Regions from separate parts of the Mus musculus genome. Here regions 2 and 3 are each linked to region 1. The links are chromatin contacts, called in public HiCAR-type maps. All regions are on one chromosome and are shown on one strand. The core of a region is the stretch at or near the end of the contact, and the rest is flanking DNA. Distances in the headings are between cores, read along the strand shown. Region 1 has its middle 220 kb from the start of Sox5os3. Region 2 has its middle 62 kb from the start of Gm38531. Region 3 has its middle 40 kb from the start of Gm38531.

What was found. HiCAR-type assays count read pairs that join an accessible place to other places.
Region 2: a contact with region 1 is called in a HiCAR-type map of embryonic stem cells, with 2.9 times the contacts expected there. The contact joins two enhancer-like sites. A contact is called at or near these places in 1 of 484 Hi-C or Micro-C datasets (nephron progenitors), 6 of 115 datasets of contacts at active chromatin or transcription factors (all in embryonic stem cells) and 1 of 9 other capture datasets (embryonic stem cells).
Region 3: a HiCAR-type map of embryonic stem cells shows a contact between it and region 1, with 2.9 times the contacts expected there. The contact joins two enhancer-like sites. A contact is called at or near these places in 1 of 484 Hi-C or Micro-C datasets (nephron progenitors), 4 of 115 datasets of contacts at active chromatin or transcription factors (all in embryonic stem cells) and 1 of 9 other capture datasets (embryonic stem cells).

The regions. Positions count from the first base shown.
Region 1 is chr6:144,452,498-144,456,600 of GRCm38.p6, forward strand. It overlaps a transcript of Sox5 not described here. Among named protein-coding and RNA genes, the nearest start is that of Sox5os3, 220 kb to the right of the region's middle. Within about 2 kb of position 2,039, at least 28 of the 459 cell types and tissues checked have an H3K27ac peak or open chromatin away from gene starts, as enhancers often do. A contact at or near this core is called in embryonic stem cells, where this site is marked.
Region 2 is chr6:144,270,671-144,274,616 of GRCm38.p6, forward strand. It overlaps a transcript of Sox5 not described here. Among named protein-coding and RNA genes, the nearest start is that of Gm38531, 62 kb to the left of the region's middle. Within about 2 kb of position 2,666, at least 20 of the 459 cell types and tissues checked have an H3K27ac peak or open chromatin away from gene starts, as enhancers often do. A contact at or near this core is called in embryonic stem cells, where this site is marked.
Region 3 is chr6:144,249,364-144,253,471 of GRCm38.p6, forward strand. It overlaps a transcript of Sox5 not described here. Among named protein-coding and RNA genes, the nearest start is that of Gm38531, 40 kb to the left of the region's middle. Within about 2 kb of position 2,293, at least 56 of the 459 cell types and tissues checked have an H3K27ac peak or open chromatin away from gene starts, as enhancers often do. A contact at or near this core is called in embryonic stem cells, where this site is marked.

The sequences.
Region 1 (4,103 bases), core at 789-3,288:
TCTTCATGCAGACACAAAACATACAGTATATGAATGTTTAATGGAGGCTAAAACTGGGAGAGGAACAGAAAACAAGAACAGAGCAGGTTAAAAAAATATCTGGTTTCTCTCTATCAAAATACTAATTAAAATTCATGTTCATGGGATGGTTATACATATGTTTTTGAACTAAAAGTCTAACCTGGCACTATTTTTTGGCCTTATTTTTGTGACAACATTTTTGTCCATATGGCACGAAGTGAATCATTTTACATCTTTTTTTAAGCTCTATGTGTTTTTCTTGTTGTCTATTCCCTCTTTCCCCACCACACACACACTGGCAGCCGCTCCCAAGTTACCAAATGCCAAGTCAACCCGCAAGCTGGCTGCATGGAGCTAGATACTGCTGGCATGTTCCTAGCTTTGCAGAGACACTCTGTGTATGTGTGTCTCTCTCTGTCTGACTGTCTGTCTATAGCTCTCTCTTTCTCTCTCTCTCTCTCTCCCTCTCTCATTCTTTCACCCCCCTCCACACCTCCACACACACACACATACACATGACAACCATGCTTATTTACACAAACACACAACATCAACCATAGTTATTTCTCCTTCCATTTGGGGACACTCTTCCCATGTCCTAGCCTTCTGTCTAGCTGCAGTGTGTGCCTTAATGCATGCTGACCATATCAGCCTTCACTCTGGCCTTTCCTTACTTGGTGGCACTCTGACAATTAGTGGTTCACTTATGAACTGCTCTGAAGTGCTGTAATTAGCTTAGCCACAGCACAGCAGAGATCCAGTCTGTCCAGTGTCCTCCCCACCTCCACCCACATTGTAGAGTTTCCAGGTTCTCAGTGTTGCATCTGGACAGTGTTGCTGATGTGAGGTGAAGCCAGGAGGCCTGACCCTCTGGGCCTTGCCTGGCTCACGTTGTGTACATGTGCTGTCTCCACTGGGCATCAGGCTCTGCTCAGTTTGTGTGGAGGGGCAGCAACTCCACCTAACAAATGTAACTTTAACAACAGTAAAACAACCTAATAGCTTAGCATGCCAGGGGGCTAATGTGGCGGGCCATTTACTGCTGCACTAAATAGCCCTGCTTTGGTTCTCCATGCCAAGTGTCGAACTGAGAATTGCAAGGCGGGAGTGGCTCCTAATTCTTTAGATAAAGGGGGTCATTGCTCATAGGGCTGGGGGCCTAGAAGGATAGGAAGTTGAGCGAGACATTCTCTCGAGACACCTTTGTCAGTGGGGCTACCTGTGGTCCAGGCTAGCACACTCAACAAAACACAAGGGCTCAATTCTGGGCACGCAGACACCAAGCTGTGACTTGTGGCATTGTTCTGCTGAGTTCCCTGGAAAGAGCCTAGGAGGGGGGCAGAATCCCATGGCTGACCTGTGATTTGTTATTTGTGAATCATCCTGACACCCTCGGAACAAGGTCTGACATCTCCTGGGCTGTAAAATGAGTTACCCCTGAAATACCCATGTCGGCTATTCTGTCTCATAAGCCCCGAACAAGTTACCGTGGACAGTCACGACCTGGCTAATAGGCTGGGCAGAAAGAGACGGTGAGCCATAAAAAGATGGAAAAAAACCTTGTTAACAGTGTTACATTTTCTAATATCATCATCTTTTTATTTAGATTTCTGACAGTTATAAATTGCCTCTGAATGGTCCTTACACCGCTCTAGAGCAAAAATCATCGACATACCTGTTCCATGGTAACAGAAGAGAGCAATGAGCTAAATCTTCGAATAAGACCTCCGAAATGGGACATCTTTATTTCCCGAGCATTAGCCCTAAAACAACTGACTTCACTAATTCCCTCCATCACTCAGATTGGCCTTGAATTACTTCCCAATGGGCCTCCCATGCGCCTCTCAATGAGAAGGGTAATGGGGGATCTGTTAATTAACTAGAAGCAAAGTTGCACGGTGGGGATCAAACACTGGGTACGTCCTAAAACTCCCACAGAGAAGATGAAATGCAGTGCAAACTTTAAAGACTTCCCGTCATTAGCAGAGACCTTGCTGCTCCTGGCCCAGACCCCTCCTGTTCCAGAGAACAATGAGGACAATGGAGACAGAGAAGAAATGGTACAGCCAGGAACAAAGGAGCTGGCTATTTACTGGCAAAAAAGAAAGAAAGAGAAAGGAAGGGGGAGGGGAGAGAAACGGAGAACTTTCTTTTGTTGGTGGTTCCTGTCTACTTTAATTAATTTATGACTGCCGGGGAATTGAGAGCACCTCCTGCTCATGTGCCCCAAGCAGGGGTTAATATAGAAAACATCTAGGGTTTACTCCCAGGGAAGGGTAACAGGACACAGACAGGGATGCGGAGGAAGGGCAGAGAATGGGATGGAGAGAATAGAATAGAGACAAATAATAGGCAAGATATTTCACTTTGAGCAGCAGAGTTCAAACAGAAACAAAGCCACCAGGTCCCAGGGTTTCCTGGGCCCTTTAGATCAGGTCTCCATCAAGCCCCATGTCCCAACACGGAGCTCCCATCTTGACACCGACAGAGGCCTCCTGGTGAGGTCCATAGAAACATAAAGAATCATATTCAGAGTAAAAGGGCTGGGCATGTATCTCAGTGGGTACAATGCTCATCTAATAAACACAAGGCCCCACATTCCATGCCAGCACAGCAGAAACCAGCCACGGTGGACCACATCTGTAACCACTCAGGACATGGAGGAAGGAAAAGAAGTTCACTGGCATCTCACCTACATGATGAATGTGGGGTCAGTCGTACCACAGAAAAGCCTGACTCAAAATTAATTAATTAATAATACACAATAATAAGAAATAGCAAAACCACCTAGCCATAATACCGACTTCTGTTTGTCTCTCCCATTTTCTTGACAAGAGAATTCATAAAATGCTATATATAGTAGGACTCAGGAGACTGGCTCAATGGGTAATATACTTACCATGTAATTGTGAGAAAGAGAGTTTGGATCCCCAGAACTCATATAAAAAGCTGTGTGGCCATGCCAGCCTTCATAGAATACCAATGCACTGGAGGAAGAGTCAGGGAGCTAGCTGGTGAGCCCGCTTGCCAAAACAGAGAACTCTAGGCTCAGGGAGAGAGCCTACCTCAAAGTTTAAGATAGAGAGCAATGAAAACACCCAGAGTCAACCTCAGCCTCAACTTGAATACACACGCATGTGCTTATGCGCCTGGGCACAAGTAAAACACATGCATAGCACACACATGTGAAAAATTGTGCTTAAAACTGTCATGGTTGCTAGGGAAATATTCTAACTCATTCCTGACCCTCTGTGGTATTTCAAGCAGCTGTGGCTCCATCTATCTAGAAGATATGTCCTGACTAGCCTGAGGCGGACAAATCAAGAAACCAACACAGTACACAGCCAGGAAACGTACTCTTCAGATTACAGGTAAGGCGCTTGCTTGGAGACAGGTCCATAGGATAAAAGAGGCTCTGCCTTCGTGGGCTCACGGCTTTGTTTTCACCAGTCAAATGCCAGTTGAAAAAAAAATCAACATTGGACTTACTTTATTTTGTTTTACTCTTTGGTGTGTGTGTGTGTGTGTGTGTGTGTGTGTGTGTGTGTGTGTGTGATGTAGGATCCTCCTGACTCTACAGTTACTGTCCATGGCTTTCACATGGGTGTTGGGCATCTATCCTCAGGTCCACATGCTGACAAAGTAGTCACCTCACCGTACCATCTCTCTAGCTCTCTAGCCCTTTCCCTGTGTTTATTTTAAGGGAGATACTCGCTGTGCTGTGTAGGGTAGAGTTTGTGTTTTGATGCCAGCAGACATTATTTCAATATCCAAGTACTGGTGTGGATCATTTATGTATCTACTTCAGTTTTCTTTTTTGCTGAGGTAAATATTCAGAAACATTTTCTCCAACTGGATCAACACAATACAATGTAACATCAAACTTCTTTTTGATCTTCTCTGCAACATTGTGCCCACTGATTGATCACCCAAGCCCAATATTACCTCAGCCTACCTGACCTATCCATCACTACCTCAGCCTACCTGACCTGTCCATCACTACCTCAGCCTACCTGACCTGTCTGTCCATCATTACCACAGCCTACCTGACCTGTCCATCACTACCTCAGCCTACCTGACCT
Region 2 (3,946 bases), core at 1,416-3,915, 180 kb before region 1:
ATTGACAACAGGAAGAAAAGTTCTAAAATACAGCTTCAGTGAGAAAAAGTAAAGGGGGGTGGGCGTTAGGGAGACGGGCATCTCAGTGGTTCAGAGCACTGGCTGAGCTTGCAGATGACCTGCGTTCAACAACCAGCTTACAACTGTCTGTAACTCTAGTTCCAAGGGATTTGACACCCTCTCCTGGACTCTACCAGTACTAGGCCCACATATGGTACACACACATACATGCAAAAAAAAAAAAAAAAAAAAAAAAAGCCCATACACACAATATATAAATAATACAATTTACTACCTGTCTACTAAAAAATACAGGAGGTGTCCATTTCCTAATAAAGGGGCAAGCATCCACCCACAGAGTAAATCTCCATGTGCCAGGGCAACATGTTTTTCTTGGTGTGACGCTGGCGCAATTATCTTGACATCCTCAAATCTATGAAACTTTTATACGATTGATGTTGTAAGGCTTCCCCTCATGTGTATATCCATCTCCCAGCCTTTGAAATTGCCCACATTCCTTTTAACATCACCACTGAGATGAGGATACAGAATCTGGGAGGTTCTCTAAAGATACCACCACTGAACCATGCCATCCGTGAAGTAAGAAACATCCAAGGGTGCACACTGGAGGACTTGCCTCTGTAGGAAATTCATCTACCGAGCTAGAACAGAGCAGAACATTTCCAAACAGTGCCAACCTGCAGCCTAAGATATAAATGGACTATATGAATGAATTTTTAAAAGGATATTTATTTTTACTTTATGTGTATGGGTGTTTTTTTACCTGCTTGTATGCCTATGCAGCACATGCATGCAGTACCTGTGGAGGCCAGAAGAGGGTGTCAGATCCCCTTGGAACTGGAGTTATACCTGGTTGTGAGCTGCCCTGTGGGTGCTGGGAGAGGAACACAGGTGGTTTGGAAGAGCAGCCAGTGCCCTTGATGGCTTAGCCATCTCTCCAGACCCCTGGCGTGGTTATTTTAATGACCCTAATTGGTTACACAATACAGAGTGGTTAGTTCTGAAAACATATACACAAAAATCTGGGGTGGGGGGTGGGGGTGGGGAGACTGTAAATATGTAACAATGTAACATATAATATTTAAAATGTAACAATGATATTTAAAAAAACAAAAGGCTACCAATTTGAGAGTGGAAGGAAGAAAGCTAGGGGTTAAAGGGAGGGGAGCTGAGAGGGCTTGAAGGGGGAAAGGTAATGGGGTAAGTTATATAAATCTCTTAAAAGTGAATAATAAAAACACTAGATCCTGCCACTGTCCCTATGCAGGCCACTATCCAGGTTCGATCCTGCCGATATTGTCTCTCTGCAATATAGGGCATAAGTGCTTTGCCATGTATTTGAAACCTACAAATGAGGCACATGTGTGAGACATAATCACAGGTAGGTTTCGAATCAGAGGCCAGGAACCAGCAAACAGAAAATCAAGGAGCTTGCGAGCAAGTCTTCCTACAAATCTGATACAAATTCAAGTTGGAAATGCTCACGGTGTTGTTTAATAGCCTTGAGTTTTGTCTTTCAGAACAAAATCCGCACTAAAGCTAAAAGACCACAAAAATTCAACTTACAAACTCTGCCATTAGACCACATGGTTTAAACAAAGCAATCATGGGGATTTTATCTTGTTGTTGGTTACCCAAATTATATGAATATTTTATGCTAACTGAAAAAAGGAAATAGCTCAGTGTTTCATTTACTACATTAAATTTTATTCAAGTGTCATGTAGCGTCATAAGGTGTGTGTCTGCACTCCTCTAAGCCCAGTGTGATGGTCCACGCTGGGCATCTCAGCCCTCAGAAGGACAGACAGAAGACTGTGAGTTGCCATGTAACGTGGGCTCCATGACAAGACCCTGTTCTAAAAAACAAAACAAACAAAAATCATCCTGCATTTAATCTGCCTGAAGTCATTTTTTTTCTGAAATGTGAAAACTTTATACGGAATCCGGGAATTAACTAAAATAGAAAACACTAAGTTTAAGACTATTTCCCCTTACCAAGCATCAGAATACACTAATATTTCCTAATTAGAAAATGTGAACATAGAAAAAAATTGACATAGTTATAAAGGGACAAACTAACAAATTCCAGGTAATACGTACTTTAATAGGGTAGTTCATGATGGTTTTAACTATTTGTAGGTGGATTTTAGAATCAAGTATTGAGGATATACTAGCACCAAGGTTCTTCGCAAATGTTCAAACAAACTGTTTCTCCCTTCCAGGCAGGTACCTGGCATTAAGAACCAGAGCAGGTAGGATGGTCCAGGAGGGTGTGAGTGGATGCTTTCTCTGGTGTCCACCCTCTACCGGTGTGTGAGTCACACGGAACTCACTGGACACCTGATATGTCAGTCCTTAGAGCTTACAGATTTACCCTCTCTGCCTTTAAACCCTGGTTAGATACTGAAATTATAACTTTATATAATTGCTAAATGGTGACAGCACAGACAAGAGAAGAGAGGGAACCTAGGGAGACACTGATCATTGGTGTGGGAAATGGAGGTATCGGCGCAAGTCCCTGAGTGTGAGGTTCTTGTGTAAGAAAGGTGAAAGGGTGGCTGGGGTGGCTGGACTTGCTCAAGAAGCAGGGAGAAGCCTGCGGGAAAGACTAAGACAGGTCTGCGGGTGCAAACGTACCAGTCTCTACAGAACTGTCAGAAACTCTAAACACTGCCACCCCTAACTTTCAGAATCTCCACATGACAAAGGATAGAGAGCTAGGGTGGAGTTTCTTTCATTTACTGTACAGGCTAATGATGCTTTTTAAGCACTAAATGTCCGCTGACCCTGGCTTCTCATGTAGAGGCTCAGAGGGCCAGCAGAAAGGTTTTGTTGTTGTGGTTGTTTTTGTTTTTTTGTTTCCCCTCCCCCCACACACATTGTTCTTTGTCGACTCCCTCAGCCCTGAGGCAGGCTGATCCAGACTTTGACCTTGCTGCCACTAAGAAGGAGATTACCTAGGCTGGAGCCTTCTGACCTAGATGGCTCTTTTGTTCTGTCACCTGCCACTGCTCTCTCCAAGACACTGCTACCTGCTGAGAGGCCCCTGAGATATTCCGGAGGAACATCCTACCCTGCGCAGCACCTACAGGCTGGCTCCAGACACCAAGAATGGACTGGTGGGGGATGGGTCTCCCCCTTATAAGCACACTCTCTTAGTAAACTGGCAGGCCTTGAACAGAACTGTGTCTTGGCGCCCTCTAAGTCTCTTTCAGCCCCAGCCTGCCTCCCAGGTGTACCGGGTTCAAGTAGGCCACAGGCCGGCATACAACAGTTCACGCAGAAGTTCACAACTTTAACAATGTTTCGAAATGACTAATCATGTCTCCTTTAACCTTTGATCATTTTAAAATTATATACATGTATAACATTTACACAAAGTACATTTTTAAATATGAGAACATATACCACAGATAATTTAGTATAGAAGTGGATTGCACAATATTTCTATAATGTAAAGGACTAAATGCTTACATGAGATGCAAATGCACAAAATAAGAATTTTAGGACGCTATGGTGTTCATGGTTTAATGTATGCACATGGACATTAACATGCAATAAATAGTGACTTCCATGTGATTATATCTATAGCTTAGTAATAAAACAGTTAAATTGATAAATCATGCAATGTTTATCCTCTTGCACAATTTGTCTTCAATAGTACCCACTATGTATATGGTAGGGTTAGAGGGCATCATAATATAACAAGCATAATAATCATAATAAAACATGCCAGTCTAAGGAGTTGTGGAATATTTCAAGCTGCTGATGTTATTGAAATATTTTCAAGTTCCTATAGATAATTTAATATTAATTTTCTTCATATCCATAAAAACTGACTTGGTCATTTATAAAGGTTAAAGTTCTGGGCTGTTTTCCTCGGGAGCAGCCGCCGAGAATCCTACAGGTTAGCTGGATTTGCATG
Region 3 (4,108 bases), core at 1,043-3,542, 200 kb before region 1:
CCTTAGAGGCAGAAGCCTTTCTATAGAGAAAGCTTTCCTGAATAAGGCTGAATTTATGCCATATGAACTTCCCCATATTTCTATGTAGATTTCAGAGGTTTTCATGGGGGATAAAAAGAGGTACAGAGGCCAAGTTCCCTAAGAGGCCAAATCAGCCTAAGAATGTTTAAACCAGTCCATTTACAGTGAAGAAGAGACCATCTTACCAGTCAAAAGATGGAGGTCCTGCAATACCTGTGTGCTCACACTGCCATGGGTTTCCTGGTCTCTAGGGAATACTGTTTGGGGTGTGACACAAATATGTTATCTGATCACATAGACCTTATGCAGTTAAAGGTCCTAGACAAGACTCCCCTTGCAGGTCTTCACCCCTGGATTCCTCTGCATCTTGCCCCACACGAGGTACCCATGGGCTGATGTAGAAAGAGTTCAACAAATAAAAGACCATTTGAGGGGCATAAGGTTTGGGATACGAGCCAACATTTTATTGTTGATTTTAATCCATAAAATATAATGAATAATATAAGAAACTAGAATTCCATAATTCTGGTATTCTTATAGACTGCTGAGACCACTTATAAGTCCTATTTTGATGCCCAAATAGAACAGGGAATCAAGAATGTCAATGCTCTAAGTAGCCCAACAAGAAACAAGGAATCAGGCTAGACCAGTTTTTTGTTTTGTTTTGTTTTTTGTTTTTATTTTTGGGTTTTTGTTTGTTTGTTTGTTTGTTTGCGGTTTTTTTGTTTTTTGTTTTTTTGTTTTTTCAGACAGGGTTTCTCTATGTAGCCCTGACTGTCCTGGAACTCACTCTGTAGACCAGGCTGGCCTCAAACTCAGAAATCCACCTGCCTCTGCCTCCCAAGTGCTGAGATTAAAGGTGTGCGCCACCACTGCCCGGCTAGACCAATTTTTAAAATGCTTGCCTATCGTGTATGAAACCCTGGGTGTGAACTCCATACCAGCGTAAAACTGGGTATGTGTGGCGGTCCTCACCTGCAACCCCAGTTCTTAGAGGTAGGAGTCAGGAAGATAAAGAATCCAAGGTCCTCCTTGACTATATAGAAGCCTGGGCTACATGAGATCCCATAATCTGATTTTTCTTTCGTTTTCAAATGAAACAGGAGAAATGGACAGCACCTTTGGAGATAACAAAGTCTGCGCCTTTGGAAGTTTAGGAACACGGTTTAGAAGGAGAACTGGGATGATATCCCCAGTCATGAGACAAGGATTCTGCAGGATGGGGTAAGAGGAACCAGAACACTGGCTTAATCTGAGCCTCTATGGATCAGGAAGTCTCAGGAGGGTCTGCATCCGTCTCTAGGAGCCACCTTTAATCTTGAGTCATCCTGCATAGGGACACCTACTCATGAGCATGAGTGTGATGGCTGGGAAGCGATGGCAGCACCAGGTCCACAGCACTGTCCTTATGCAGGGTTGGAATATGCCAATTCCCCAGAAAAAGTCCTGACTTCTCAGCCTCTTCTGGACTCTTTCTTCTCCAGAGCCCTCCACAGTCCTTTCTCTGATGCCTCCATAAAAGGAAGAGGGCAGCAGGCAGTCCCACTGCAGGGGGACAAAGCAGGGGGGAAGGCTATCTCCACAGGACTTGACATTCCAGTGCACGTCAAAAGCATCTGGAATTGAGTCGTCAGGAGCCCCAACCCTAAGCAAGGCCAGTAGCCTGTCTGCCTTATTCATTAGAGAGTCACTAGGTTTGACCACACCGAAGAAGAAAGAAAGTAGGAAAGTCTACAATAACTCGCCTGGGCACAAATTAGACTCACAAATAGACTCCTAGAACTATCAATTATTTTACTCGTTATAAAATTTTAAATAACTTAAGATTCACGTTCACCATGTTTTTTGTTTTTAAACAGGAACTCCCGGTGTTGAGAACCACAGACTATTGTTTCCCTTAAGTACTTTGGGGGAGGGGATCTGGAGGTAAAACTGCTGGCTTTGTATGGTGGGGTCGTGACCTTCGGAGTTTATCTCTTTCATCTTCTCACTCTCCTGAGACCTCTAACTTACAGAGAAATCAAGCCCCTAAGCCTGGGCCAGACACAACTCAGCATTGTGGGAAGCTAGGTCTCTCCTTTCCTAGGCCTCTCCTCATTCTCTCTCTCTCTCTCTCTCTCTCTCTCTCTCTCTCTCTCTCTCTCTCTCTCTCCCCCTCTAAACAAAACAGATCTGAACTGAGCCAAGGAAACAAAAATGTATTGTTCCTCACAGATGGAAGCGAGTGTCGCCTAGGTAACCGGATTAATCTCTTTTTCTCTCCCCTTCCTCTCTTGTAGCGCGGTAATCGGTGGGCTCTTTTCACAGAAAAGCCGGCCTCAAAGCTGGGGCTCTAACTAGGTTCCTAATTAGCTGCAATTTACAATGAAGACAACATGATGAGATAATAGAAATTTGCAAAATAATGACATACCTCAGCAAAATATTCCTCCTCCTAAGAACCATTTTTATACAAAAACAATGAAGAGGGCCCTTCTGAAGCAAAGCTGGAAAATGGTGGTGTATTATACGACACAGAACATTATTGTTCGCCTCTTGTTCCCCCAATCAACAGCTTATTGTTTGGCATCTTAAATAAAAATGACTCAAATACAGGCCACATAATGATCTCCATTGCGCTAATACACTGTATATACCGAGTCGTCAGAAATGCTGTGGAGCCAATGCCAGCGGGACCGTAAAGTAGCAGGCTTGGGAAGGTCATTTACAATACAATGCAATACACATTATTACTGCTCTTAATCACACATATCTTCCCGATTCCTGTCAGGAGAAAACTCTGACATTTAGAGAGAGAGAGAGAGAGAGAGAGAGAGAGAGAGAGAGAGAGAGAGAGAGAGAGAGAGAGAGAGATGCACCCCAAAAGGGAGAACCTCTGGTAATGAAGTATGATAGATCACGTTTGTTTTCTTGTGGTGTTTAGCTCAAAGGAAGCAGCCTCTAGACTGTTAGCCAACAGCATTCTCTCCTGTGACATCAAAGATTCCCATTCAATGGAAGCAGAAAAGAAATCACAGTGACACAGCTCAGGGGGAGGAGCTCCTAGGAAATGACAGCCCGTTAGTGGTAATCTCTACCTTATGTCCAAAAGAGCAGAGCTGGAGGGAGAAAGGCCAAGGCCGCACCATCATCAATGTCTCCATGAGGGTCCTCGCACGGCAGCTGAGCCAGGCACAGTGGCCTGGCGGACATGCAGTGGGAAATATGTAAGACTGTTCTCTCCAGGAGCAATTTGTCACTAGTGACAGGAGGGGCAGCCCCCCAGTGGATGGTGTGAATCGAAACCACTGTGTCTTCTGCAACATGGAATCCAAATAATTAAAGAGAATCCCAAGCCATGTTGCGGCTCATTCATAAATGGCAACAGATTGTCTAATCAGTGTGGGGAGAGATACAACCAAACATGATAAAGTAAGTCTACATTTGCTTATGGACTCGGGAGTCTGAAGTGTACAGCTGCATACACTTGAGAACCAATGGCCCCAGACTTCCCCATAAATAACTACTGACTACAAACCAATTGGCCAGGGACAGAAAACACATTAATCCCTTGGTCATTTGGCCGTTAGCAACAAGACAACTCAATCCTCTCACAGAATAATCAGAAGGTAACAAGTGGCACAGATTAGAGGAGGTGCCAAATGGGCTCTAATGACTTTGGAGGAAAATTTGTTGTATTTGGTAGTAACATTTGCAGAAATGAAAAGGAAGGAGGGAAAAGGCAGGTGGGCCATCTGGGTGCATCACTACCCCCAAAGAGTTTGGCGTGTGCCTTTTGGAAACGTGGGGTTGTGTAGAGCTATCAACCTTTCCCAAAGATTGGAAAAGAGCAAATGAATCCAAGCCAGAAGAGAAAGACAGCAAAGCCATGTGACCTGCCTCAAAAAGCCAAGGGTATTTGCTCATAAATAATTGGGTTTCTGCTTCAAGATTTTCCACAGATTTGACATTTACAGTAAAATGGGAATCTCCTCACCAAACACGGGTTACTTTTGAGTTTTGTGTAATCCTTACAAGAAATGTTCTCATCCTATAACTCACTAGATGACTCAATAAAATCATCTTGATGGAAATAACAAAATGTGTT